2 separate regions of the Mus musculus genome follow, and region 1 is linked to region 2. The links are chromatin contacts, called in public Hi-C maps. All regions are on one chromosome and are shown on one strand. The core of a region is the stretch at or near the end of the contact, and the rest is flanking DNA. Distances in the headings are between cores, read along the strand shown.

Region 1 (6,006 bases), core at 514-3,013, 1.2 Mb before region 2:
GCTGCTCTTGCAGAGGATCTGGGTTCAATTCCCAGCACCAACAAGGTGGTTTACAACCAGTAGTAATTCCACTTCCAGAGGATCAGATATCCTCTTCTGACCTCTGAGGGCATCGGGCATGTGGTGCACATACACGCATGCAGGCAAAACACTCACATATACAAAAATAAAATACAGCTAATAGAATTTTAAAATTAAATTTGTTCTTTTCAATAATGGCAGTGCTTTTTTAAAAAAACAATGTTCACACCGTTAAAATATATTTAAATTATTTACCTTTTAATGTGTTTTCATTTGGCCCAGTCCATAAATAGGTGGGGTCCACTGTTTCTTTATTGGCACGATCAATATCCATACAAATAAGGACAGGACTAGCCTGATGTAACTTTACATATATTTTTACTGTGACAAAATAAAATTCTGCGTAATTACATTATACAGAGAAATAAAGACACACACACTCCTAGACAATGATACCAGTTAGTTCTTTCAGGATTTCAGTACTTAAAAAGTCTTCGTAACGTGTCCAATGCTAGTTGTCATTTAGAATGAAGTCTTTGCTGCTTCCCCATAGTAAACCTTTAAACTGTACTTTGTCGGTAATATTTTTATTTTGTGACAGTCTAGAAAAATGAAGATCAAGTTCCTTTTAACGTACACATTAATAAATAGCTCCAATAAGGAGCTATGGAATCAATGTTACAGGATGTTAGCTTGACTGACAAACTATTTCAAAACTGAAAACTTGGTATTTCGCGTAAGCTTCCTGTTGTCTTGTGCAGTGTTTACTAGAAAGGTGTACAACAGTGACTCAACTGGATAGATAGTACCTAGTCTCACAAGGTACTTTTTAAGGTCCAATCATTGCCAGGATCAGAATCTCTAAAGTCTATTGTTCAGTTTGGCAGTGTAATGGTGGTGTTGGGAAGAGAAAGGCCTTAAATGTGGAATTGTTCTAGACGGAGTGCAGTGTTATTTCAAATTTGGAGTACTTTTTCCTGAATGTAGGAAAACTACAGAGAGTAGTAACACTGGAGCTGATGTTTGATGCATGAATAGGGCTGGTTAATACAAGAGGGAGAGAAGAGCCTTCCAGAGGGGCGTCCACTCTGCTAAGTGCCTTCACCCATTACAAAGCAGAAGTATTTGAAAGAGAGACGTGGTATCAGAGCGGCAGATCTGTGGTGAACACTGGAATAGAAGACTAGCTTTGAGGGCAATGATGCAAACTTCCCGAACTGCAGAGCACAGACGCCCTCCTGCCTAGCTCCCTTTTCCCTGCCTGAAGAACCTAAGAGGATGCATCCCCAGCTCTTGGGACAAGCCTTGCGTGAGAAGAGGCACGTATTACCTGGGTGCCCTACCGTGCCGTAAACAAAGCCTTTGATATTGAATAAGGAAGAACGTTGCGATCCAACTGCGGAGGAGAGAACACCTCTGGCTTATTATTAGTGTTTGGAGGACACACGGTTCAGGGCGGGGCGGGGCGGAGGCGAAGAAGGAGGGACGGGGGAGGAGCCTGCGGGCCAAGCCCCACCTCCTGCGAGAGACCAGAGCACCGCGTAGAGTAGGGCCCACGCAAGCATCACGGCTCAGGCACTAGTGGCGACGGCTGGGTGCCCTCCTACCTCAGGCCAGGCCCAACGCCTCCCCATCGCTCCTCTACAGAGCGAAGCAAACCGCCAAGGGCATCTTCCCTACCGGTCCCAGGCTATCACGGGGGCGGCTGTGCCCGAGAGCGCCTGCGTGTTCCGGCTTGGCACGAGGGGCGGGGCAAGCGCTCGCAGATGGAGAGCCCCGCCTCCTGGCGCACGCGCAGTTGCGGAGCGCTGCACCCTCCGAGCCTTTCGCACCTCTCCTTGGGTCCCGTGTTCCCGCTCTCTAGCTCTAGTCGGCCTGGTGGTGTGACGAGTAAAGGAAACGAACTCAAGACTTCCTCAGACTAAAGGAACTGATGAGTGAACACAGTGGGTCCTAAGGACGGTGGCGGCGGCTCTGAGCAGCCCAAGGATGCCGTAGTTTGGCGATCAGAAGAAGGGAGATGTTTGTGAGAATTTCCTAAAAGCGAGGGCTCAGCTCTGGAACCCCGAGCTAACGTTGCTAGCGTTGCTGGATCTGTCAAAACGTCACATCCAGTTTTCACCTAGTTGCATTTTTCTGGCATACAAAACCAAGACCTTGAAGAGCCCTCTCCTCTGTGCTTCAGAAGGGTGCCCTCAGACCTTCCCACGTGGAGGAAGGTTAAACCTTTATTTTTTTCAGCTTAGAGTGTGAGATGATGTAAGGGACACCCCCTCATGCAAATTTATTCGGAAGTAACTTTGCTTTAGAGAATGGGTCCCTTCGAAAGGAAGGCGAGAGCGGGTGATCTTTTCCTCAGCTGATGTGAGATAAGTCACTCTCAGGGAGCTCCAAAATAGTCTTTCAAAGTTCTTCTGAACCCTGTGCTGGGGACCAAACCCAGGGCCTTTACTGAATTGAGTCGCTAACCCCATCATGCGTGGTCCCATCTTGACTGCTATTTTAGGTGACCTGAAAGACTTTAGGTGTTGTTTACCTCTTGGCAGTAGAGCACCGCTCTCAGTAGTGGTTTTGAGTAGGTTGGTTAGGGAGAGAGCCCAAGGTTCAGATAGGGTGCAGAATGGTTATTTGGGGTGAGATCAGGAGTTTTCAGTTTTATTTCCTTTGAGCCGAGTCAGTATTTGGACTGTCTCAGATGGTCCAGGAGCAACCTTTGTCAGTAATTTCATTTTTAGTCACTGTTAATTTTATCGATCTAGCACAAGCATGAAATGGGATTCAATGAGTCAGATCCACCCCCTGTCAGTTACTACGTCTAGACTCATGGGTTAGCCTCAACTGTTAAAAATGTGGATGGGTGTTTTGCTTGCATTTCTGTCTGTCTGTGCACCACAGGCATGCACTGCCCACAGAGGCCAAAGAGTGTGTCGCCTCTGGGACTGGAGTTAACAATGGTTGTGAGCAGCCATTTGGATGCTGGGAATCAAACGTGGGTCCTTTAGAAGAGCAGCCAGTGTTCATAACCGCAGAGACACCTCACTTCAGATTTAATCAAAACATTTTCCAAAAGTACAAAGTATTACTAACTTCTCAGTTATTGCACACGATTCTCATAAACTTATGTGTTAAATCTTAACTCTTATAGAAGAGTGTTAGAATAGTCGGGCTGGAGAGATTGCTCAGTGGTTGAGAGTTTATCTGCTTTTCCAGAGGGCTCTAGTTCCAGGATCCAGCTGGGTAGCTTACAACAACACCCTTTTAACTCAGTTCCAGGTGAGCCAGTGCCCTCTTCTGGAAACCATGGATGCCTGCATTCACGTGTATATACCCTCTCCATCCCTCCCATATATACAGAATTAAAAAGAAAACCTTTAGCTGGGTAGTGGTAGCACATACCTTGAATCCCAGCACTCAGGTAGCAGAGGCAGAAGCAGAGGAGGGCAGATCTCCGAGTTTTAGGCCAGCCTGGTCCACAGAGAGAATTCCAGGACAGCCAGGGCTACATAGAGAAACCCTGTCTCAAAACAAACAAGCAAGAAGAAAAGAAATGAGAGAGAGAGAGAGAGAGGGAGAGAGAGAGAGAGAGAGAGAGAGAGAGAGAGAGAGTTAGTTTGGGTCTTGGAAGTATCCATGTAAATGTTTGATGTAAGCTTTGTGCTTTAGTTTTGTTTACTTATTTTGAGACAGTGTTTCTCTGTGTACCTCTGGCTGACCCAGAACTTGTTATATAGTCCAGACTGGCCTCCTAGAGATCTGTCTGCCTCTGCCTTGTGAGTGCTAGAATTAAAGGCAGGTAGCATCATGCTGGGCAGCCCAGACAAACCTTGTCATCTGACTCTATGGAGACGCTACATGAGCTGGGTTCACTATGAAATCTATACTGATTTCCTTTATTTCTCAATATCTCATTTAAACTGATTTAGGTCAGTAATTCAGTATATGATAGATATTTTTATAGAAGACAAATTTATTTGATTTTTAAAAAAGATTTATTTATTATTTTATCTAAGTACACTGTAGCTGTCTTCGGATGCACCAGAAGAGGGCGTCAGATCTCATTATCGACGGTTGTGAGCCACCATGTGGTTGCTGGGATTTGAACTCAGGACCTATGGAAGAGCAGTCAATGCTCTTAACCACTAAGCCATCTCTCCAGCCCTAGAAGACAAATTAATAATGCTGATATCACAAGGCACTATTCTAACATGAAACATTACATATTGATACTTGCCAAGGCACAGTTGTACACTTGGGCTATCCTGTCTTTCCTTCTTTTCTCTTTTTCTTTCCTTTTAACAAAGAGGGTCTTTCTGTATAGCCCTAGTTGTCCTGGAACTTTCTTTATAGACCACACTATCCTCAAACCAGAGATACTCTTGCCTCAGCTTCCCAAGTGCTGGGATTAAAAACATGCAGTCTATGCCTGGCATGATACAGCATTGTTAATTAAAGTTCATATTTTTAATATTTCCGTAGTTTATCTGCACCAGAGTCACACTCAGGCTTTCGTGTCACATTTAGTTGTGCTGTCCCCTCAGGTTCTTCTGAGCTGTTGACAGTTTCTCAGACTTTTCTTGTTCTCTTTCTTCTCTTGTTTTCTTTCCTTTTGGTTGTTGTTGACTTTGACAGTTAAGGACTGCTTTGAAGATCCGGACTCAGCCTTAAATGATCAAGTATTTTGTGGAAAGACTCTCTTGGACTTTGCTTGATGGTTTTTCTCATTATTGCATAGAATTATAGATTTTTGTGAGGATGGCAGCAGAAAAGTGACGTTCCCAATACATCATATCACTGATACATACTAACATCATACTTTACCACTGTTTTGTTTTGGTTTTTTTCGAGACAGAGTTTCTCTGTGTAGCTCTGGCTGTCCTGGAACTCACTTTGTAGACCAGGCTGGCCTCGAGCTCAGAAATCCGCCTGCCTCTGCCTCCCAAGTGCTGGGATTAAAGGCGTGCACCACCACGCCCGGCTACTTTTCCACTTTTAATGTTAAATGCATTAAATGTTTGTCAGGTTACTCCATATAAGGTTATCCCTTGCCCCCAATACTGTACTGTTTGTACTCTGCACTTAAAGAGGAGAGATTTATGCTCCACCCACTTGAGGGTAGAATTGCTACACAAATGGTTGTACGGCTCTGCTTTTTATTTGTCTCTTCAGGTATCTGGAGAGACTGGAATAAGCAGCAAACAGCATGGTAACAGTTTGCTGTTCTGTATAGAGAACATTGTAACAGAAACCCCCAAGTTTCTCTCTGTCTTTTAAATAACCAATTAACTATTCATCCTTCTCATCCCTGTGAAAGTGTACAGTTCCTCTTCTGCTACTTTTGACGTTGCTATTTTTGCTTTTAGAAACTAACAAACAACAAATTTCCCCTTTTCAGTACTAAAATTAAACCTTAGTGTTTATTAAACCTTAGAATGTCTCCGAGCTCCATATTGTCCTGCAGAACTCATGTCAGTGGAGATGCTGCTATGGTTCTGTGATCTCAGAGACAATGTGAGCCACTCGTGTTATATATGCATATGTACACAAACATGGAATATAGAGTTCACAGACTGCCTATATACCAAGGCACTAGTTAATGTGAGCTCGGGTTCATGTTTTCAGTGTGCTTGCTTAGCTCAGAAGTATGATTTTCTTCAGATACAGATAGATGGCTGATGTACAGTTCTCAACCTTTCCTCTCAAATGTGTGTGTGTGTGTGTGTGCGCGCGCACGTGCACACATCTGTCGGTCTTTTTGAAGACAGGGTCTCTCTATTATAAAGCCCTGGCTGTCCTGGAACTCAATGTGCAGATCAGGAAGGCTTCAAGCTCATGGGGATCTCCTTGCCTCTTGCCTTCCCAGTGATGGGATCAAAGGTGTTGCACCCCCATACCTGGCTTCAAATATATTTGTGTAACTAACAAGATGATGAAAGTGGGACCATTCCTTCCACCCTGTTGGCATCGTTAGAAATGCCCCTCTGAGCC
Region 2 (6,492 bases), core at 1,893-4,392:
TTATTATATGTAAGTACACTGCAGCTGTCTTCAGACACACCAGTCAGATCTCCTTAAGGATGGTTGTGAGCCACCATGTGGTTGCTGGGACTTGAACTCAGGACCTTCAGAAGAGCAGTCGGGTGCTCTTACCCGCTGAGCCATCTCACCAGCCCCCGGGCATCTCTTTCTTTAGGTTAGGGAAGTTTTCTTCTATAGTTTTGTTGAAGGTATTTACTGTCCCTTTATGTTGGGAATCTTCCCTCTCTTCTATACCTATTATCCTTAGATTTCGTCTTCTCATTGCGTCCTATATTTCCTGGATGTTTTGGGTTAGGAGCTTTTTTGCATTTTGCATTTTCTTTGACTGTTGTGTCAATGTTTTCTATGGTATCTTTTGCACCTTAGATTTTCTCTTCTATCTTTTGTATTCTGTTGGTGATGCTTGCATCTATGACTCCTGATCTCTTTCCAAGGTTTTCTAATTCCAGGGCTGTCTCCCTTTGTGGTTTCTTTATTGTTTCTATTTCCATTTTTTGATCTTGGATGGTTTTGTTCATTTCCTTAGTCTGTTTGATTATATTTTCCTGTAATTCTTTAAGGGATATTTGTGTTTTGTCATTAAGGGCTTCTACCTGTTTACCTGTGTTTTCCTGTATTTCTTTAAGGGAGTTATTTATGTCCTTCTTAAAGTCCTCTATCATCATCATGAGAAGTGATTTTAGATCCGAATCTTGCTTTTTTGGTGTGATGGTGTATTCAGGACTTGCTATGTTGGGAGAATTGGGTTCTGATGATGCCAAGTAATCTTGGTTTCTACTGCTTATGGCTTTTTTTTTCCCCCCAAGACAGGGTTTCTTTATATAGCCCTGGCTGTCCTGGAACTCACTTTGTAGACCAGGCTGGCCTCAAACTCAGAAATTCACCTGTCTCTTCCTCCCAAGTGCTGGGATTAAAGGTGTGTGACGCCACGCCCAGCTCTTTATTTATTTATTTATTATTTTTTTATTGCTTATGTTCTTACACTTGCCTCCTGCCATCTGGTTATTGCTAGTGCTACCTGCCCTCGATATATCTGACTGGAGTCTGTCCTTCCTGTGATCCTGGTTGTGTCAGAACTCCTGAGTCCAGCTGTCTCTGTGATCCTGGGATTCTGGGATCCTGTAATCTTGGGCGTGTTAGAGAGCCTGGGAGTGGAGCTTCCTCTGGGTGTTGTGGGACTGGCTGCAGAGTTCAGGCCCCACTTATTTATAATAATAAATAAATCTTTGGGCCTGAGCAAGTGAGGTTGACTGGAGTGAGCAGAGGTCCTAAATTCAAGTCCTAACAACCACATAAAGGCTCACAACTATCTGTACAGGTACAGTTTACTCATATACATAAAATAAATAAATAAATAAATAAACAAATAAGGATGACCTCATGAGCAGGACTAGAGGTACAGCCCTAGGTCTCAGCTACTATTTATGTAGGAGGATCCACCTGTGGTAAAGGCAAAAGGAAAGGGAGAACAGGAGTGTGTAGCTCAGCGGTAGACTGCTTGTTTAGTTCTATATCTAACCCCAAGTTCTGTAAAAACAAAACAAAATTGACTTTTTGAAATATAGTTTATAAAAGTAAATCATTACTGAGGGTGAACTTGGTGGTTCATTCTTTTTTTTAATCTTTTTAAAAAAGACTTACTTATATGAGTACACACTATAGCTGTCTTCAGACACACACACCTGAAGAGGGCATCGGATCCCATTACAGATGGTTGTGAGCCACTAATGGTAGTGAGGTTTCTGGGAATTGAACTTAGTACTTCTGGAAGAGCAGTCAGTACTCTTACCCGCTAAGTCATATCTCCAGCCCCACTTAGTGGTTAATTTATTGCTATCAATCAGAGTCTAAAGCATACACCAGACCTCTGACAATAGAGAACTGAACCAGGATCCCAGAAATAGTTCCTTACCTGTACAGGCCAAATGTATAGGGCGCTCCAACCGTTCCTGTGGAATGACCAATCCCGCTTTCCTGGCATACTCCAAAAACTCCTTCTCTGTTTTGTACTTGGGTTCAGGAGTTGGGGGTCTAAAACGGCTTTTGGTTTTAACTTGAACTACAGTTGTGGACTGAGTCACCAGAATGGGCTGGGAGATGAAAAAAAAAAGTTAGCGTATAGGTGATTTGGAAAGGATAAATCTATCTTGAGCAAACTGTTTGCAAAGTCTTATAGAAAGACATCCCATTAAAGAATGCTTCAGGAGTTATGAAATGACTATTATGGAGAAACGATATTACTTTTTGAACACCTAGGGATGGCTTTTGCCACAAGCCAATTAATAACCTGTATTCACATCAATCAACAGTAAAAACTTTCCTTTAATACATTCTGCAGTACTACTGTATACAGAGATGATTAAAGCAGAGGTCCTAGTGCCAAAGAACTTTCAGTTTAATTGTAAACCTCACTTAACCCATTTCTGAAAAGAGTGGAATGCTATTACTAAAGCATTAAACAAGATCTCCCTGGCATTTCCCCCACACTTCTGTTTTGCTTTTTCAGAAGCAAATTGCTTCTAGCTCCTAACTGACCAATAAACTTTTACGAAGTCAGGTGACCTTTTCCCTCTAGGATAAGACAAAACTCCTATCCTTTTCAAAAAAAAATTTTTTAAGAATGTAAAAGAGCTGGTTCATCTTCCAAGCCATTACTTTCCTTTTTAACATCTTCTCTCCAAAGACTAGAATTAACGTAAAGAAGCTTAATGCTCAGCCTCGTCTAGGCTGTCTAGAGAGACTTGTCTAGAGGGGATCGCATACACCTCAAATTCTTCTCCAGATGAAGTCTGACTCGTATGGTCCAAACTCAGCAACGCCCACAGCATGATTATTCCCCTCTACTCTATCCTCCTCTTTGTGTCCCTAAAAATTTCATTCGCTTCATTTCTACCCACCTGCCGAGACCACCATCCCAAAGTCCTGTATAAGGAGGACAAGCCCCGAGGTACGGGGGCCGCCATTTTGCTCGCGCAAAGGCCGCCGGGATGCTAGCCTAGCCGCAGATCACCGAGCCGGAGAAAAGGCGCAGAGGGCGGAGCGAGCTGGGGAGTGGAATTTTCCAGGGCGCGCGCCCCAGGCCGAAAGGTGAGTCGCGCGCACGCGCACGCTCTCCAGGGGAGGGGCGCGCGGGCACGCGCAGTGGGTTCGCGCGTGCGCAATGAAACCACTTTGGAAGTAGGGTAAACCGCACGGCTGTCACGCGCCAGTCGGAGACGGGGAGAGCCAGCTGCGCCTGCGCAGGAGGCTTCTGTGGGACTCTGGTTGCTGCATTCCTGGTTCCTTAACACATTGTTACACCTTATTTACAATCGGTGAAAAAAACGAAAAAGTGCTTCCCTCTGAAATCAGAAGCCTTTAAGATAAGTGTTTTCTTTCATTACAAGGAATTCACTGGAGGTATTTAGGGCGAAAATGATAGTTTCTGGGTGTGTTTCTGACCTCAAAATGCAGTATAACCTTAAACCTTTAACCAACCTAGTTTTCTATGTGAAAATTCTTTCATACCTTTCCGTTAGGGAAGCTGACCGCTGTGATTACTGAAAAGCAAAAGGCACGTGGGTTAACAAGAATCTGTCATTTCCCAAAACATATCATTTCCAAAAATACCACTTACCAAATTTGGTAATAACTGGTATTTCAAAATTGTTTACTAGGCGCCTGGCAATTTAAGCATTTTACATATATCAACTTAATCCTCACCACAAGCAATAAATATTCCTGCTTTTACATATATGGTTGGGCCAGAGATACTAAATATGTAATTCAAATTTAAACAAATAATTGGCAGAACTGAGAGTCAGGTACATAGAGTTTAACAACTCCAAAATCGCTTCACATTCAGTGGTTAAAGGAATCCCAGTGTGATAACCAGGTCATCCTGGAGCCACACAGACTATGTAACACATCCTAACCCATGTCTGCCTGGCCTCTGCTCAGTTTCTCGGCTACTGCAAGCTAATTCCCTATCAGTACCTAATATGATTTGGTTCACTCTGAGATGGATTCTTAGGTGGTCACTGTTACTTTTGATTAGCTGTTTTGGAAAATTTGAGGCATGGTGGCGCACCCCTTTAGTCCCAGCACTCGGGAGGCAGAGACAGGCAGATTTCTGAGTTCGAGGCCAGCCTGGTCTACAAAGAGAGTTCCAGGACAGCCAGGGCTACACAGAGAAAACCCTCCCTCAGAAAAATACAAACAAACAAAAACTAAAAAAGAAAATAGAAACTATAGAGATGGCTCAGGTGTTAAGAGTCCTTGCTGGGCTGGTGAGATGGCTCAGTGGGTAAGAGCACCCGACTGCTCTTCTGAAGGTCAGGAGTTCAAATCCCAGCAACCACATGGTGGCTCACAACCATCCGTAACAAGATCTGACTCCCTTTTCTGGAGTGTCTGAGGACAGCTACAGTGTACTTACATTAAATAAATAAATCTTAAAAAAAAAAAAAAAAAAGAGTCCTTGCTGCTCTGGCAGAGGACCCAAGTTCGGGTCCCAGCATCCACATGGTGACGCATATGCCCCTGTAAATCCAATTCTAGGGGATCTGATGCCCTCTTCTGGACTTTGAGGGCATTACACACATGGTACACATAAAGATAGGCAGCTAAGCATCCACACACATTTAAAAATCTCTTAAACAACAGTGAAAAGGAAATCCTATAAGGCAGACTTTTCTTTCCCATTTTTCCTAGTGAGACTTTTGTTTGTTTGTTTGTTTTGTTTTGTTTTTTCCAGACAGGGTTTCTCTGTATAGACCTGGCTGTCCTGGAACTCACTTTGTAGACCAGGTTGGCCTCGAACTCAGAAATCTGCCTGCCTCTGCCTCCTGAGTGCTGGGATTGAAGGTGTGCACCACCACGCCCGGCCTAGTAAGACTTTTAAATTGAACCTAAAGAATAGGAGTCCTTGTTAGCAGCAGGGTGTGTGTGTGTACATGTATGTATATGTATACACACAAACATACAACACACACACACACACACACACATATATATATATATATATATTGGGGGGGGGTTCAGACTCACGACAAGAGGCTAAGTTGGATATTTAATATGCCAAAGCAGACCTGGGCTCCAGGTTCTCCCAGCATCCCTTAGTCCTTACCTGTTACAGGGCATGGCTGGCATGTCCTACCCTCTATGCTGAAATTTCCAGCCCAGGGGCTGGACTTCCTATCACTCAGAGGCTCTTCATTATATAATAATCCAGACATTTTGGCTCCCCCCCACCCCCGCAAGCCAAGCCCTCTTTCTCTTCCCCCTCCCCTCTGTCTCTCCTCTCCATTGGAGGCTCACTCACATTATAACTGGAGCTCCAGGGGATCTGATGCCCTCCTCTGACCTCTGCAGCCACTAGGAATGCACCTAGTATGCACTATGCATACAGGCATATATGCACGAAAACCATACATATTAAATTAAATATATAGCTATATGAAAGTTGGGTGTGTAAAAAATAAATAAAAAAAAATAAATAAATAAAAAAAAAAAAAAAAAAAAAAAAGGGCTGGTGAGATGGCTCAGTGGGTAAGAGCACCCGACTGCTCTTCCAAAGGTCCGGAGTTCAAATCCCAGCAACCACATGGTGGCTCACAACCATCCATAACAAGATCTGATGCCCTCTTCTGGAGTGTCTGAAGACAGCTACAGTGTACTTACATATAATAAATAAATAAATAAATCTTAAAAAAAAAAAGAAAAAAAAAAAAAAAAGAAAGTTGGGTGTATCTGAAATTTGTGTCTATGTCAACACTGAAAAGTGGATATCTGGAGAGTTTGATGGCCAGCCAGTCTAAGCAAAAGGACAAACTTTTGGATTAGGAAGAGACTTGTCTCAAGACAATTTTTTTGTTTTGTTTTGTTTGGTTTGTTTGTTTGTTTGTTTGTTTTTGGTTTTTCGAGTCAGGGTTTCTCTGTGTAGCCCTGGCTGTCCTGGAACTCACTTTGAAGACCAGGCTGGCCTACGAACTCAGAGATCTCCACCTGCCTCTACCTCCCGAGTGCTGGGATTAAAGGCATGTGCCACCACAGATAATATTTTTGAGAGCAATAAAGAAAGACTCTGAAGTCTTGCTCTGACCTCTGCAGGAGCACTCATGGACATAGGCACATAGGCATGTTTGCACAATGATGTGTGTGTTACTCACACACATACACATATCACATACACATAAAACATACATATACACACACATCACACACATACATTTTGCTTTTTGCTTTTTGGGGTTTTCTTTTGAGGCAGGGTTTCTCTGTGTAGTCCTCACTTGTTTTGGAACTCACTCAAGTAGTCCAGGCTGGCCTCAAACCCAGAGAAGGCCTGCCTGCCTCTGCCTCCTGGGATTAAAAGCGTGTCCCATCACAGCCCAGCTCAGGTTTTATTTTTTAAATGGGAAGTTCTGAAATGTCTCTGAGTGACCTACATCTAGAAGAACACAGCTGATTTCGACAAGAACATTTCCCCGGAGC

The links. A called contact is a pair of places that touch in the nucleus more often than the background predicts.
Region 1: a contact with region 2 is called in a Hi-C map of B cells, with 6 read pairs. The contact joins the promoter of Zpbp2 here to the promoter of Mrpl45 in region 2. A contact is called at or near these places in 1 of 39 promoter capture datasets (pre-B cells) and 1 of 484 Hi-C or Micro-C datasets (B cells).

What each region holds. Positions count from the first base shown.
Region 1 is chr11:98,546,854-98,552,859 of GRCm38.p6, reverse strand. Zpbp2 (zona pellucida binding protein 2) reads right to left here and starts at 1,763. Exons shown (of 8, transcript NM_027061.2): 1 at 1,538-1,763; 2 at 1,352-1,417; 3 at 277-402. The coding sequence starts at 1,586.
Region 2 is chr11:97,312,366-97,318,857 of GRCm38.p6, reverse strand. It overlaps Mrpl45 (mitochondrial ribosomal protein L45), which reads right to left and starts at 3,142. Exons shown (of 8, transcript NM_025927.4): 1 at 2,919-3,142; 2 at 1,934-2,111. The coding sequence starts at 2,984.